3 separate regions of the Mus musculus genome follow, and regions 1 and 3 are each linked to region 2. Evidence: chromatin contacts called from public Hi-C and promoter capture Hi-C data. All regions are on one chromosome and are shown on one strand. Each heading gives the region's core, a stretch centred on a gene start, on an enhancer-like site or on the middle of the called end of the contact. The rest is flanking DNA. Distances are from core to core; before and after follow the strand shown.

Region 1 (4,370 bases), core at 859-3,358, 240 kb after region 2:
TGCTTATGCAACATGTACATGGCCCACTAGATTCAACTGAGAGCTTCGATTTCATAGTTCAGTAGGGAAACGTCTCACTGTGAGCTGATGCTTAAATAACACATGGCATTTTATAGTTGCCAGACACCAGTGAAAACTGAAGAATGCCCTTACATTGCTCAAAATGTTCTGTGAACATCTTCTGTAAGCCAAAGTGATGAATTCTCTTAAAAGAGTTTCTCTATTTAAAAAGATGCTTCTTTGTCTTTTGACTGTCTATTTATTTACTCCTTCCCCCACCTCGAAGATGAAAACATTCGACTAACTCCAATTACCCAAGCTCCTACTGCAGAGACAGATGAACTCTGCATACTGAGCAGGAAAGTCTTGCAGGAGTTATCATCTCTCAGGGAACCCTTGGCACTTGTGGGTATTTTAAATTAGAAGTCATGGGGCTCAGCATAAATAGTTTTCTCACAGTAATAAGAATTGTATTCACATTTTAAACAGTTACAGTGTGCTTGCTCTGACCCTCTGGGAATAAGCATTTAAGCTTACAAATAAAATGAACGATAGAAAAAAATCACAGGCATAACATTTCTAGATCCTGAGAAGCAACAATAAAGCATGTATATTTTTGTATGCAGGCCAAAAAATATTCCCTTTGCTTTTGCCCATTGAGAACATGCAGCTATCTACCAAAGGTCCAATTAGTTAATTTCTCAAAATCCTATTCCAGAACAGTTTCCTCTAGGTTAAACACTGAATGATGAAGACTTCCGTGTGTGCTATTACACATTTGCCTGTGTTCTAAAGTATCATCATCATAACATGTAGCATGTTGAGTTCTCAATAGTAAGCATGGTAAATATGGACTAGGCACTAATTCACTTAAGTGCATTTTTCATTCTTAAATGTAATCATTTCAATCATTTAAGTCCACATTATAAGTAGGTGTTAATTCTATTTTAGCAGGGGTTGTTGCAATGATAGACATACATTGTTACATACATACATACATACATACATACATACACACACACACACACAAACACTTCATAAATTAGGCAATATTTATCATCTCAGTATGGTTTTTTGCACACTGGAGAAGTTGGGTGGTCACTGGTGTGCATGTCCAAGTGGGAGGAGATACCTTCCTAGCTCATGAGAATAAGCATGTCTATGTGAACTGCTCTAGCTGGTGTAAAGTGATGCAACATGGTATGCGGTTACTTACAGTAGGATTCCATATGCCTATGCAAAACCAGATCATTCCTTTCTCTTGCAAAACAATCAGTAGCATTTTAGGTAAAGGGGCACATGGCTGCTCCTCTCAGTGAGGACAGTGCACAACAGTGACCTTGTGGCTCATCAAGGTAGACATGAAGCATGAGCAAAGAAATCCTTGTTTCTTCAGATCTGTGAGATCTTTAGTGTCCCTTTGAACAATGTTGGAGATACAACACCATGATGTTGAGTGGAAACCAGACACCAGCAAAAGGGCTAGCGTGTCTAGAAAGGAGAAACATCTACTTTCCTTCTATGTCTACGGATCTTTCTTAGCTTGACCCTGGAAGTTCAATTGATTGGCTGGTCATGTAGACCTCCTCAGATGCAGAGTCCAACAATCACTGCAGGCACCTTCATATAGGACTGTAGTTATCATTTTTCAGAGGTAGAAAGCTTATAGCTGTAGGGGGAGTTTTTCTGATTGTTTTCCTAGTTATTTCCCTAATTGTTGGTTGGCTAATAAATACAGCAGAAGCTAATTGTTAAGGCGAAGATGTGGAGGCGAGATTGTCTGTTCAGGACAGGAAGAGCAGGAGAGAAGATTCAGAGTCAGATTGGGTGTGGGCAGATGAGAAGTTGAAACATGTAGGTGTCTAGGGGCACCAACAGTTTGCAGCTTCTGCAGCCTGTGGAGGCCAAGAAAGATGGGGCAGGATATTCTTTGCCCACTCTTTGAGTTATCTGGTCAGTTTTAAAATATAAAGGTGTCTGGCATCTTTTACTCACTGCATTATGGTGGGCTGGAAGAGAAAGAAGGCAGCCGGAGGATTGGGCATGGAGAAGCAGGCAGCGTTCTCAGGAAAAACACAAGCTGACTGTTTGGCAGAGCTGAGCCAGATGGGGTGGACACTGGAGAACTAACTAGATGGCTGGCGAGAGAACAATCTCAGAGCTCTGGCTCGGCAAAGCTGGCCAGGATAAAGAGATAATCGGGTAGATCGGAGGCTGGCAAGAACGGGGTCCAGAGAAGGTGAAGCGTGCACTGGGTGGATACGGGCAGAGCTGGCCTTGAGGTGGATGGCTGCCAAGAGAGTGATCTCAGAGCTCTGGAGAGACATAGCCTGCATTTGTGGGAGAGGCATGGCTAAAAGGAACAGGTCAGGTGGCTGCTGGACCCAGAATCTAGCTGGACCAAGCCTGCTTTTTAAAATTACAGACTACATGTAGCAAAGCTAAAATTCAGTGAGATGCACTTGGGATGAGTCATGAAGTAGCTTGCAGGTTAGAAAAGCACACTCAATACAACAGTTGGCTATCTCAGTCTGTGTGTTCCATATCCATGGAATCAATCAGCAACTACACATTAAAGATATTTCCTAATAAATCCTACCTGCATTGCATGTATGCAACATTTTCTGTTATTTCTTAGGCAATAGGATATGAAAAGTACTTACTTGCATTAAGCGTTATAAGGAATCTACAGGTGATTCCATATATAAAAAGAAAAGGGTGAATTATACACAAATCCTTTGCCATTTTGCATAAGGCATTAGAGCATCTTGAGATTTTGGTATTTGCCAGGGTTTAGGGTACAGTCTCCATTGGATACCATGTGACAATTGTAATTTAACTACAATGTAATGCTGTGTATGGTTTTAGCAGGGTATTAGGCAAATTTACCAAACTGGATATCTCTGGCACCTGCTGAATGTACGGTGTATCAGAGAGAGGCTCAGCTGGGCAACACACTGGTGACACCAGTTCTCACTGGTGATGACTGTGACTTACTGTAGCATAACAGGCAGGGACATATTCTGAGGCATAACTAGCATGCTAATAAGGTACTAAAGTGGAGAATAAAAAGACAGACAGAAAGCAAAGGTAATATTTGGATTCTGGTTTGATGAACTGAACAGCAATTTATTGTCAGCCCCTAGTGGTTGAAGGGGAGAAAATGACTTAAACATCAAGAAAATTACAATTCAATCGTAGAACCATTTAAATCCAAGGTAATTTGGAGAAACCCTCTCATCCAGCTATCACAGAGAACTACAATAATGAAATATGCCAGTAAGTATAAAATCACAGTGTACCCTCTACAGGAGCACGTGGTGTGATTTTTGGGAAGGTATGTTTCTGTTTGTATATTTACCAGCAAAATGGTTCAAATATAATTCCACCATCAATACTGGAAGTTCTTAAGAACTAACTTCCTGCTGAGTAGTAGCTCATCACTCAATCTTGGGTTGTCTGCTACTTGCAAAACAAGGATTTTTCTCAGGTCCCCATCTTTACCATGCACGGCCCATAATCTCCCCATTTGCTGGTCTATGCTAGGGATAATGTGCAAGTTCTATATTATAAACTCCCATCAAGAATTTTGGACCACTGATTTTCCTCTTACTTATATCCAAACGTACCTATGGCTCATTTAAAGGCAAAAGTCATTTAGCTTCTAAGAGGGTAACAGAAACCAACAAGTTTTCATCAAATTGGTAACTTCCCCTTCTATCATTACTGCAAAGAAAATTTATCTAGTTTCCATCTATGGATCCGAAACTAAGTAGGAAGACTTAGTAAAATGGCTATGTGCTGATAGAAGTTTGACTTTTAGAAGAGATAGAGAGATGGGGTACCCAGATATCAAAGTAAGACAACTTCAATAACAGGTCCCTCATAGGAATGGATAACCCTAGGAGGGCTGGCTGGCTACAAGATCTGAGGCAATTTCTCTATTGCAAGATCTGCTTCTTTACCCTGACCAATAATCATTATTACATTGTGAGAAAATGATCTGGTAACAAGCCTCTTGAATAATTGGTTAAGCTTGGTAACATTGCAGCATCCAGGCATTTGGACAACTATATTGTTTTAGAGAGATCATGCTGCAGATCAAATTATGTGGAAAATGTTTATATTTAGAATGAAATTACATGGTGTTCACGGAGAAGACCAAATTCGCTTCTCTAGCTATTGTGTATTTCTTGTTGCCTTTCCAGTGAGCACAAAGAACTGGGCAAAGCTTTTCACAATAACAGAATGGGGGACTTTCAATCGAAAATATATCATTTTAATTACTTTCAGTTCACTGAAACATAGCCATTGCTAAAACTAGTTCCTTAAATATAAGGAGCAAAAACAAGTGAAGCAAGCCCTTAATT
Region 2 (4,144 bases), core at 30-2,529:
CCTGGCACTCCACACTTCCTCAGCTTGGGGTCAGCACCCTGACAACCTGCTGAACCGTAGCACTTAGGTGGTGCCTGCTTTCTGCCCCTAGGTCAGATTTTCCCTCTTGCTTAGCTTTTTTCTTCACTGTGTTCTTGTCATTAATTATTTGAAGGCGAAGGAAAACATCTCAAGACTGTGTCCTCAGAAAACAGGCATGTTTTCCTAAAACCCTTCTCTGCTCCTTTCCATCTCTGAGAACAGTGCAAAGGGTTCTAGTTTCAGCCACTGGACCAGCTTTAACATTTTTCCCCCAGCCGGGCAACCCCTCCACCTTTTTAGGTTCTACGACTGCCCATATTTAAAAGAAGAAAATTCAATATGCAAGATAGTGTGAATTCCCGGTGTGTGTGTGTGTGTGTGTGTGTGTGTGTGTGTGTGTGTGTGTGTAGATGTACACCTGGATTACCTGTCTCAACCTTAGTCCTGCCATATGGCTACTAGATGCATGACAGTCAGATGGCTCCAATTGTCCTGTTAGGCTGAAGTTAGGCCCTCCAGAGCTCACCTGTCAGTGTCTAGGTAACTGGCCAAGTGCCAGCAGGGCCGCGTTCCAGAACACCTAGTGGGACAGTCCTCCCTCTCCCGCGCATTTGCTCAGCCCCCTACCTTTGCTTAAGAAAATTCTGATTTTTTTTTTTTTTTTTCCTGCACCACCACCACCGCCTTCAAAGAGAGCGGGACCATTCCCCACCAGGGCTCCTTACCTCAAACAGAGGACCGATCTTGTTTTTCTCCAGGTAAGCCTGGATTCGGGTTTGTTGACGAGATGCCATGAGAAAACAGATGGGTCAGCAGAGAGAAGACAATGCGCCTCGGCTGGGGACAGCTCTACTCTACCCCAGGGCAGGAGCTCCGAGCCTGAGCTTTCTGGCACAGCGATGGCTAGCAACTCCGTTAGCAGCGAGCCCGAAGGGAGCAGGGCTCAGGGAACCCGGGCGAGGCTCTACCAACTCAGACAACTCCGAGGCAAGGAGAGAACTACATCGCATCCTGCAGCTCGCGCCCACCCGCTCTCCGCTTTCCGCAGCACCGCCGCCGAGGCGAAATCGCGGGCAGAGGCTGGTCTGTCCTCTGGGCGGCAGCAGCAGCAGGAGCCGGTGGCCGAAGGCGAGTGTCTGTGCAGTGCCTTCGCGAGCCGAGCGGGGGACAGCGCCGGCCGCAGGGGCGACAGCGCGCGGAACCGCCCAGAGCGCGCCACGGTGTGCGCCCAGCTCCTGGCTGCCAGGAACCAGCACCCAAGCTGCTCCCCGAGGCGGTGCTCGCTCCCTAGCGACAGAGCCGCTCAAAAAGCCAATGGTAAAGGTGCTTCTTTCAAAGTGCACATAAATCTGGTGCTTGTTGGCTACTCCTTGGCAGCTACACCCGCAGTTCCAAACCACTCAGCTTGATCTTCTCCTGGCCCAGCGCTCTGCCTTCACTAGGCTGGGATGAGAAAAAGCCGGAGATGAGAACTATGGCTGGGTTTTGCCGCGAAAACAAAGTTGCTTATGTTAAAAAGAAAAAAGAAAGGAACAGATATATCTATCTTGGCCTTGAGCAAGTCAGCCACAACCGGCGTTGCTGCCTGAGAACTGATTGAAAATTCCCGAAGTACAGACACCCAAAGGCTGGAAGCAACCCTTAGGCATTTGGCAGGGAGATGAAACAAAAGCAAGCCAGCTCTCTCTGCTTCCAAGTTTGCCTACACCTTCAGCTCTGTCTGCTACACCTCTGGCTACAGCTCAGGGGCTCTGAGCTCCCACCCAACAGTTATTCCTCCAGATACTTCAGAAGCACATCAACTTTACCTCATACCTTCTTACTATGAGACGACTTTTCAAGGTTAAGATCTGCAGTTATCACAAGGTTCCGTGTAGAGTTCTTTGCATTTAAAAAACCAAAAAACGATATAAAGCACTAAAACCCCAAAGATGAGTTGTCTGGTTCTAAACCATTTTGTATTGCCAAATCAGAACGTTTATACTAAAACTGTTGGCTGTCTCTACAATAATAGGCACGGATTTCTTTAAAACCAACTGCGACAGTGTAGATTTCTTCTTTTTCTGCACTGTGTTCAGGTTTCTGTGACCTGTATCTGTCCAAGCTTTTTCTCTCCGTTTTAAATTATCTAAGCATTGTGCAATAGTTAAGATGAGAATGGATTGTTCCAGGAAGTATTATAATAATTGCCTTTAATAATTCACATACACGAAATCTACTAGAGGAATTGGGCTATTAGCCACTATTGATAACTCGAAGCAGACATGATTTGGGGTGGAAAGATGTCAGAGCTGTTACTTTTACAATCAGCCTCATGACCCACCAGGTACAGGCAGGAGTAATGAACAGTGAGGAGTCCTGGTCTGTCACGTATTTCCTGTAACAGTTCAAAACTACAGTTACTTATGTACTTTTTCATAAGATTGGGAGATACTGACTATACATTAAATATGTTGTAGACTTGGCGTGAAGCCCTGTGAGTCACCTAAAGGCCCAAGTATTTTAAATTCCACATTGTACTAAAAGATCAGGACAGGCCTTCATCAAAATACATCTTCTTCCTCTAAGAGATATGAGGAAGATCTTTCTTCAAATCTATTAATTAAGATAATTAATAAGTCTTCCATAAACCCAGGAGTTCTGCATCAATTTTATTGGCCAGAAAAGATAAAACTTAGTCTGGCAACATTAAAGAAGACCCATAATGCTATTTTAAGTAAGGGTGCTACATCTCTAAGTATCCCAAACTTGCATAACTGAGACATTTCCAAAGCCACTCCACTACTGCGATGCAGCCTCTACCTCAGAAAGCATGGTTGTTCCATTTCTTACAGATTCTGACACCATTGCTACTGGAAGTAGTTTTTTGTCCAGCTTCTCCATTGTAGGCATAACATTAAGTCTGAAACTGTAGAGGCATAAAGCTCCACCTTTGTCTGGTGGCTTTCAGTCCTGTGGAAGTAGTTGACACCTACACAATGATGGTGTGCTAATACAAGAGTAAAGAGGCATACTGTGGCCACAGATTTCTTGAGGGATGTTGTGAGGATTGTGGAGTCTGCTGTCCTCAATGAATACTTAACCAAGGACATAGTATCCATACAAAGTGTTGGAAGATTAAGAGGTTGGTTTCTTTGCTGAGACTGGAGGAGTGGATTTGGGGATAAGGTATCAAGCTTCAACATTAAAAACTAGCATGTAGCAGTACATAGGCCTGCCACAGGCTTGCACTGGAGAAACAGGGGTGAACATAGATGAGCATCACATGCAGTAATAAAAATAATCAGCACCCATCTTACTACATAGTAAATGTCTGGCTGAGCAGTGGCATGTCTCGTGGGAAGTGATTATTTGGGTTACACATTCTATAAAATTGTGACAGCCAGAGTTATGGCTGGAGTCCAGCATGAAAAGAATGGCATCTTATGAAGACGTGCCTAAGACGGAATCTGTCGATTAAATGTGTGTCAAATGAGATAGGAGAAGGAAATTAGAATATCACTGAGTTCTGGTAGAAAGTTAGGAGATGTCAGGTACTTGTTCAAGCCACCTATATAAAACAGGCTGCTCTGTGTTTTCATTCACACTACCTCATTCTCAAATGGAGCCCATTTATATCATATAGTGTAGAAATGGAGCTTATAAATATTCGCATTCCCCATGGAGAGGGCTCTATCTAAGAATGTAGCACTCCGTAATGATAATGAATGAGTTAAATTTTAGTAGATTGGTTCAGTCCACTAGACTAAACTTTCTCCCTATTCATGGTATTTATAGTCTGTTTTATATCATTTGGTTGATTGCTTACATAGAGGCCAAAGCCTCTAAACCTGAGAACTATTTAAAACCATGAATTGTATATTATTAATTTCCTTATATTTACAATATGCAATATATTATAGAATAAGTTCTTTATAACTGTGTCTTTGGAACCCTATGACTCTACACCTTAATAATTCTAATCACCTATAACCTTTATGGTTGATTAGAGGGCTGGAGAAATGGCTCAGCTGTTAAGAGTATGTGCTGTTCTTCCTCAGAGAAGAGTCTGTTTCCTAGCATCACTGCCAGACTATTCACAAAGCCCTGTAACTCTAGCCCTTGGGTGATTTGATCCTTCTGG
Region 3 (4,388 bases), core at 548-3,047, 140 kb after region 2:
ATGGTCAGAATTTTATACTTTCAATCTTCCATGAAGCAGCTTTTGGCACATGTTATCCTTCTATTTTAAATGTTTCATGACTCCCTTATAGTAAATTTGACTCAAAAAGCAAAACAAAACAAACAAAACAAAACAAAACAAAACAAACTCAAAACCATGGGGTCTTCTGCATATTTGGACATTTTCAATAATCACAGACAATAGCATCAGTTTAATTCTAATTATATCTTCAAACCTTCCAAGGTCTATTGACTCATTTATTATCTATTCAGATTGAAGTACAACAGTCTCTCAGGGACAGGTGTGTTAAATTGAACACTTGGGGGTATGCTGCACATCCTTAGGGTTACAGTGGAGTCAGAATAAGGCTGATGTGGGACCTAGTGTGGCTGTTGGGTACTGTACTGGATTCCTTTGCTCTCAGTGGACACAGGGACAGAAGTACTGGTGTTTTGGTCAGTAATTAATAATTTTGTACTGTCTCTCAGAGCCAGTATTAAAATAGCCACACACACACACACACACACACCCGTGCATGTGTGTGTGTGTGTGTGTCTGTGATTCAAGTCCTGGCTATAACTCAATACAACAAATTTAGCACATGGAAGGCCAGACTTATGATAAACAACATTTGGAGCCACAGAAAGTCATGAAGTAGTATCATGTGTATATTCATCTAAAAATACTTTAATCGGATATAGAAAATATAACTCTTACAAGGGGTTCTCAGTATTTATTTTCACACATTTGAAATATCATAAGTGACATTGATCACTAGTTTAAAACCTTTTTCTGTGTCACAATACATATGAAGAACTCAAAAGTATGCCTAAAATATCCACTACCATCCCTGAGTTATGGGTGTATATTGATGACTCAAATATAACCTGAGCAATGTTTTTGTTTGTTTGTTTTTTAAATATTTGAGCTCTGATGCTGTCCTCAGGCTTGGGGACAAAGAAAAGAAAATTCTCCAAGGGCACAGCATCCTGCAGAATTTGAGGACACCTGGGAAAATATGAAATATATCTTATGTAGCTTTTGATGTATATTTAGAACTTTACAGATCTAGATCTTAGAAAATGGTTATTTCCCACATTCAGTGGGAACCTTGGTTATTTCTCCTTAAATTAAAAGCCGATTCTCTTTGTTCAAGTGACTACTGGGAAAGCATTCTTAGGGAGCTAATTGTCTTTGCTTCTTGGTGCTGTGCTTCTTGGTGCTGCTTTCATAGGTTGTAGTTATCTGGTTATTCGAATTGTAGGAAAGTACCCAATACCTATTTTAGCCCCCTGAATAATGATGGGAGGCAATGTATAAGAACATGAGCCATTCTGGTGACTCATCACATGTTCTCTTAATCGGTGTGAGACACCACTGATCACCTGGTTCCACATACTCCTGAGCATCGTCTGTTCTGACCCATTCATTTAACAATATTTGAGTTAAAGAGACAGTTCTACCTGTATAGAAATGTGTGTAAGTGCTTATTCTCAGTTTTCTCCTTTTTCTTGGACTATTTTGGTGGCTCTGTGGGAATGTGTGACCATAGAAAATGTAAGAGGACTGCTGAAAGACCTTGCTAGAATAGTTCGCTGAGGGTCATCCACTAGAAGGTTGTGAGGAATTCTCCCTTCCTGGAATGACCCAACAAAACAAGCTTTACAAGAAAGCCCCAAGCACAAGGCAGGTGCAGATAATGACCACTTACATTTCAGTTCCCATTTCTGGTGACTAAGACCTCACCTCACCTGGGGCTATCAATGCAGCTCAGGGGCTAGCCTCTTCAGAAGGGAGCGGCTAATTACCATTTCTAAAGGGGGGAATGAAAAGGTCAGCTAGGGCTAACAATGGGCTTAAACCAGCTCAAGCTGTTACCAAAATCCGCCCACAAAAGCTGAATAAAAGGCGTGTGTTTTGTGTGTTTAGGGTCGCTTCTGCCCCTTTGCAGGACGACCCCAGTGCGCTGGATCAATAAACCTCTTGCTTATTGCATCAATCTCCAGCTCTGTGCTTCTGTGAGTGGGACTTCCTGGACTTAAGGCTCTTTGGGTCTTACAGCTCCTTTTCTTTGGACTATAATAAAAAGAAATCTAATGAACCAGCTATGTTAGAGGTTCATTGACCTGAGAAAAAAATTAATTTATTAAATAAAATTTAATTTATTAAGGACACAGGTTAGAAGGATTTTAAAAACGTGGTCCAACCATTGCCATTTTCATAAGTCCATTCTGGAGTGATTTCTGATGGTCTCTCCACATTCCATTAAAGGTGGTGTATGATCATCAATCCCACAGCATCAAGTTTAACTTATCCATTCCCAGGAAATCAATGCATGTGTGCAATGAATTACTATGTCACCAAAGAACATTCCAATCTTATTCATTTTCTATTTTTAACTACCTCTTAAATCTCCGCTCTCTACTATATCACTAATGCTATCTATTGTGTATACTGATACAACCTCACCCTGACCCTTATGTGTGGCCTCGTCCTGGTTTCCTCCACTAAGATGTTTGTCCTCTTAAAATGCAAATGAAAATGCAATTATGTGAATGGCTTAGGTCTTCTGGATGAAGTATAAGGTCTTCACAATGTAGTCGTGGTTTCGGCTAACTACCACAAGCTTCAACCCCACAGCTTACATCCTCTGCAGTAACCAGCCCCTACTTTGCACAAAATGCTTTTCATATTCTGTCAGTGGGCACTGGTTTAAGTCCCATCCTATATCCTACTCAGCAGGAGGGTATACATTTAAGAAAACAGATGTTGGAGAGATGGGTCTGAATAACATTCTGGCTTTGCAGATAGTTCTGTGACCTTGAACAAGCTATTTAGTCTCTTTAAATACCTTCCCTAAATGATAGGGCAAATCTCAGAGTGATTTTTTTTCAGAATTATATAAATATAACCCATCTTATTATTTACCATAGAGCATATAGCACACAGTATAGTGTCAACAATAATCAAATTTCATTAATGTGAAATAGTAGTTCAGTGACCTTGAACAAGTTAATCTCCTTAAATGCCTTTCCCTTATAAATCTAGTTAAATGATAGTGCATATCTCATAGTGCCTTTTTTATTTTCAGGATTACATAAAAACAAACCATATTATTTATTACATGCAGTACATAGTATAGTCTTAACAACTATCCAATTTTATTAAAATGACTACTGTACCATCACCAATAGGCTAGACTGTAAGACCCCAACACAATGTGTTTCTTAGACCCCTAGAAACGAAGCCCAGCATGGAGTTCTTTGTTCTTTGGCCTTTATCCTGAAAGAGATGGTGACAGCTGGGTGACCCACCCAGGAGCCTGACCCATTGTGTAAGGGACCAAGAAGGTTTACTCAACTTCCCCAGTCTTTGTGATCTAATCTTCCCCTCACTTTCCTTGAGAGATGAGCTATAATTCACCATCCCCATTTTTACGATGTTTATCTTATCCTTCCCTCACTTTATGGTTTATTCTTTAAAAACCCTGGACTGCAACTGCTGGGGGTCGATCTCCTCTGTCCCTGTGCGGGTTACAAACTCGGCCTCAACATGCTGATTCCTGATTAAACCTCATGCGATATTGCATCAAGAACGGTTTCTCTCAAGTTATTGGGGCATCAGCTCATCCCAGGATTTGAGCAAGAGTCTCCCCAAAACGGGGGTCTTTCAAGACTTGTATCCCTGTCAACTGTAGGCTTTCTAGAGTGTATTCTGATTCCTGGTACTTAGTAGGTATTCAATACACACCTTTTGAAAAATCATGCAAACCCCTAATAAGTACCAATGGTATTCAAGCGCTTCTAAAAGACAAGATTAATTTCTTTATAATCTGTAACTGGCATCTATTTGTAAATAGGACGCAGTCACTAAATCTACTCAGAAATGTTGTAAATGCATTGAAAGGATAATACATATTGGCAAAAGCAAGAATTGGTTCCTTATAGCAAATACATAAGACTTGGTTGCATTTCCTGCTCAATATCTGCCAGTTAATATTTCTAGGTGAATTTTGTTCCTACTTGGGACATAAATATTACAGTGTATTGATTAATTAGTCTTACATTAATACCGTTGAGAAAAGCTTGCCTTGAATAAACCTCATTGGCTACAATAGAGCTACTACACAAAGCTGTCACCTCTTTTTATTCTGCTTTGAGTCACTTCACTTAAAAGCCTAACCCTCTGGCTATTCTTCTCCTTCCCAATAGTAAACTGCTGCAGCCCAGCTTCCCAGAGTGGCTCCCTTGTTAAGACTAAGTGCAGGGAAGGCAAGGCCTCTCAAGTATCCCTACTTGGTGGAGTTCAGAACCCCCACAGTAAAGTTCTACAAATGGACTTTTATATTATCAACAAAAGGACAAAAGTTAACACTTGCCTCCTTTCAT

Evidence for each region. Promoter capture Hi-C pulls out the DNA fragments that hold promoters and counts their contacts. Hi-C and Micro-C count contacts between places; a contact is called where the count stands out from the background.
Region 1: a Hi-C map of cerebral cortex shows a contact between it and region 2, with 2.1 times the contacts expected there. The contact joins the enhancer-like site here to the promoter of A830018L16Rik in region 2. A contact is called at or near these places in 5 of 39 promoter capture datasets (cranial neural crest, embryonic stem cells, hippocampal neurons and 2 more), 4 of 484 Hi-C or Micro-C datasets (cerebral cortex and embryonic stem cells) and 1 of 9 other capture datasets (embryonic stem cells).
Region 3: a promoter capture Hi-C map of embryonic stem cells shows a contact between it and region 2, with 2.3 times the contacts expected there. The contact joins the enhancer-like site here to the promoter of A830018L16Rik in region 2. A contact is called at or near these places in 3 of 39 promoter capture datasets (embryonic stem cells and hippocampal neurons), 4 of 484 Hi-C or Micro-C datasets (cortical neurons, embryonic stem cells and hematopoietic stem cells), 1 of 115 datasets of contacts at active chromatin or transcription factors (embryonic stem cells) and 1 of 9 other capture datasets (adipose tissue).

What each region holds. Positions count from the first base shown.
Region 1 is chr1:11,175,784-11,180,153 of GRCm38.p6, reverse strand. The region is part of intron 25 of Prex2 (phosphatidylinositol-3,4,5-trisphosphate-dependent Rac exchange factor 2); the gene reads right to left. Among named protein-coding and RNA genes, the nearest start is that of Gm24173, 44 kb to the right of the region's middle. Within about 2 kb of position 2,108, at least 16 of the 459 cell types and tissues checked have an H3K27ac peak or open chromatin away from gene starts, as enhancers often do. A contact at or near this core is called in cerebral cortex and hippocampal neurons, where this site is marked.
Region 2 is chr1:11,411,240-11,415,383 of GRCm38.p6, reverse strand. It overlaps A830018L16Rik (RIKEN cDNA A830018L16 gene), which reads right to left and starts at 1,279. Exons shown (of 14, transcript NM_001160369.2): 1 at 747-1,279. The coding sequence starts at 815.
Region 3 is chr1:11,275,435-11,279,822 of GRCm38.p6, reverse strand. All of the region lies in intron 37 of Prex2 (phosphatidylinositol-3,4,5-trisphosphate-dependent Rac exchange factor 2), which reads right to left. Among named protein-coding and RNA genes, the nearest start is that of A830018L16Rik, 140 kb to the left of the region's middle. Within about 2 kb of position 1,797, at least 18 of the 459 cell types and tissues checked have an H3K27ac peak or open chromatin away from gene starts, as enhancers often do. A contact at or near this core is called in embryonic stem cells, where this site is marked.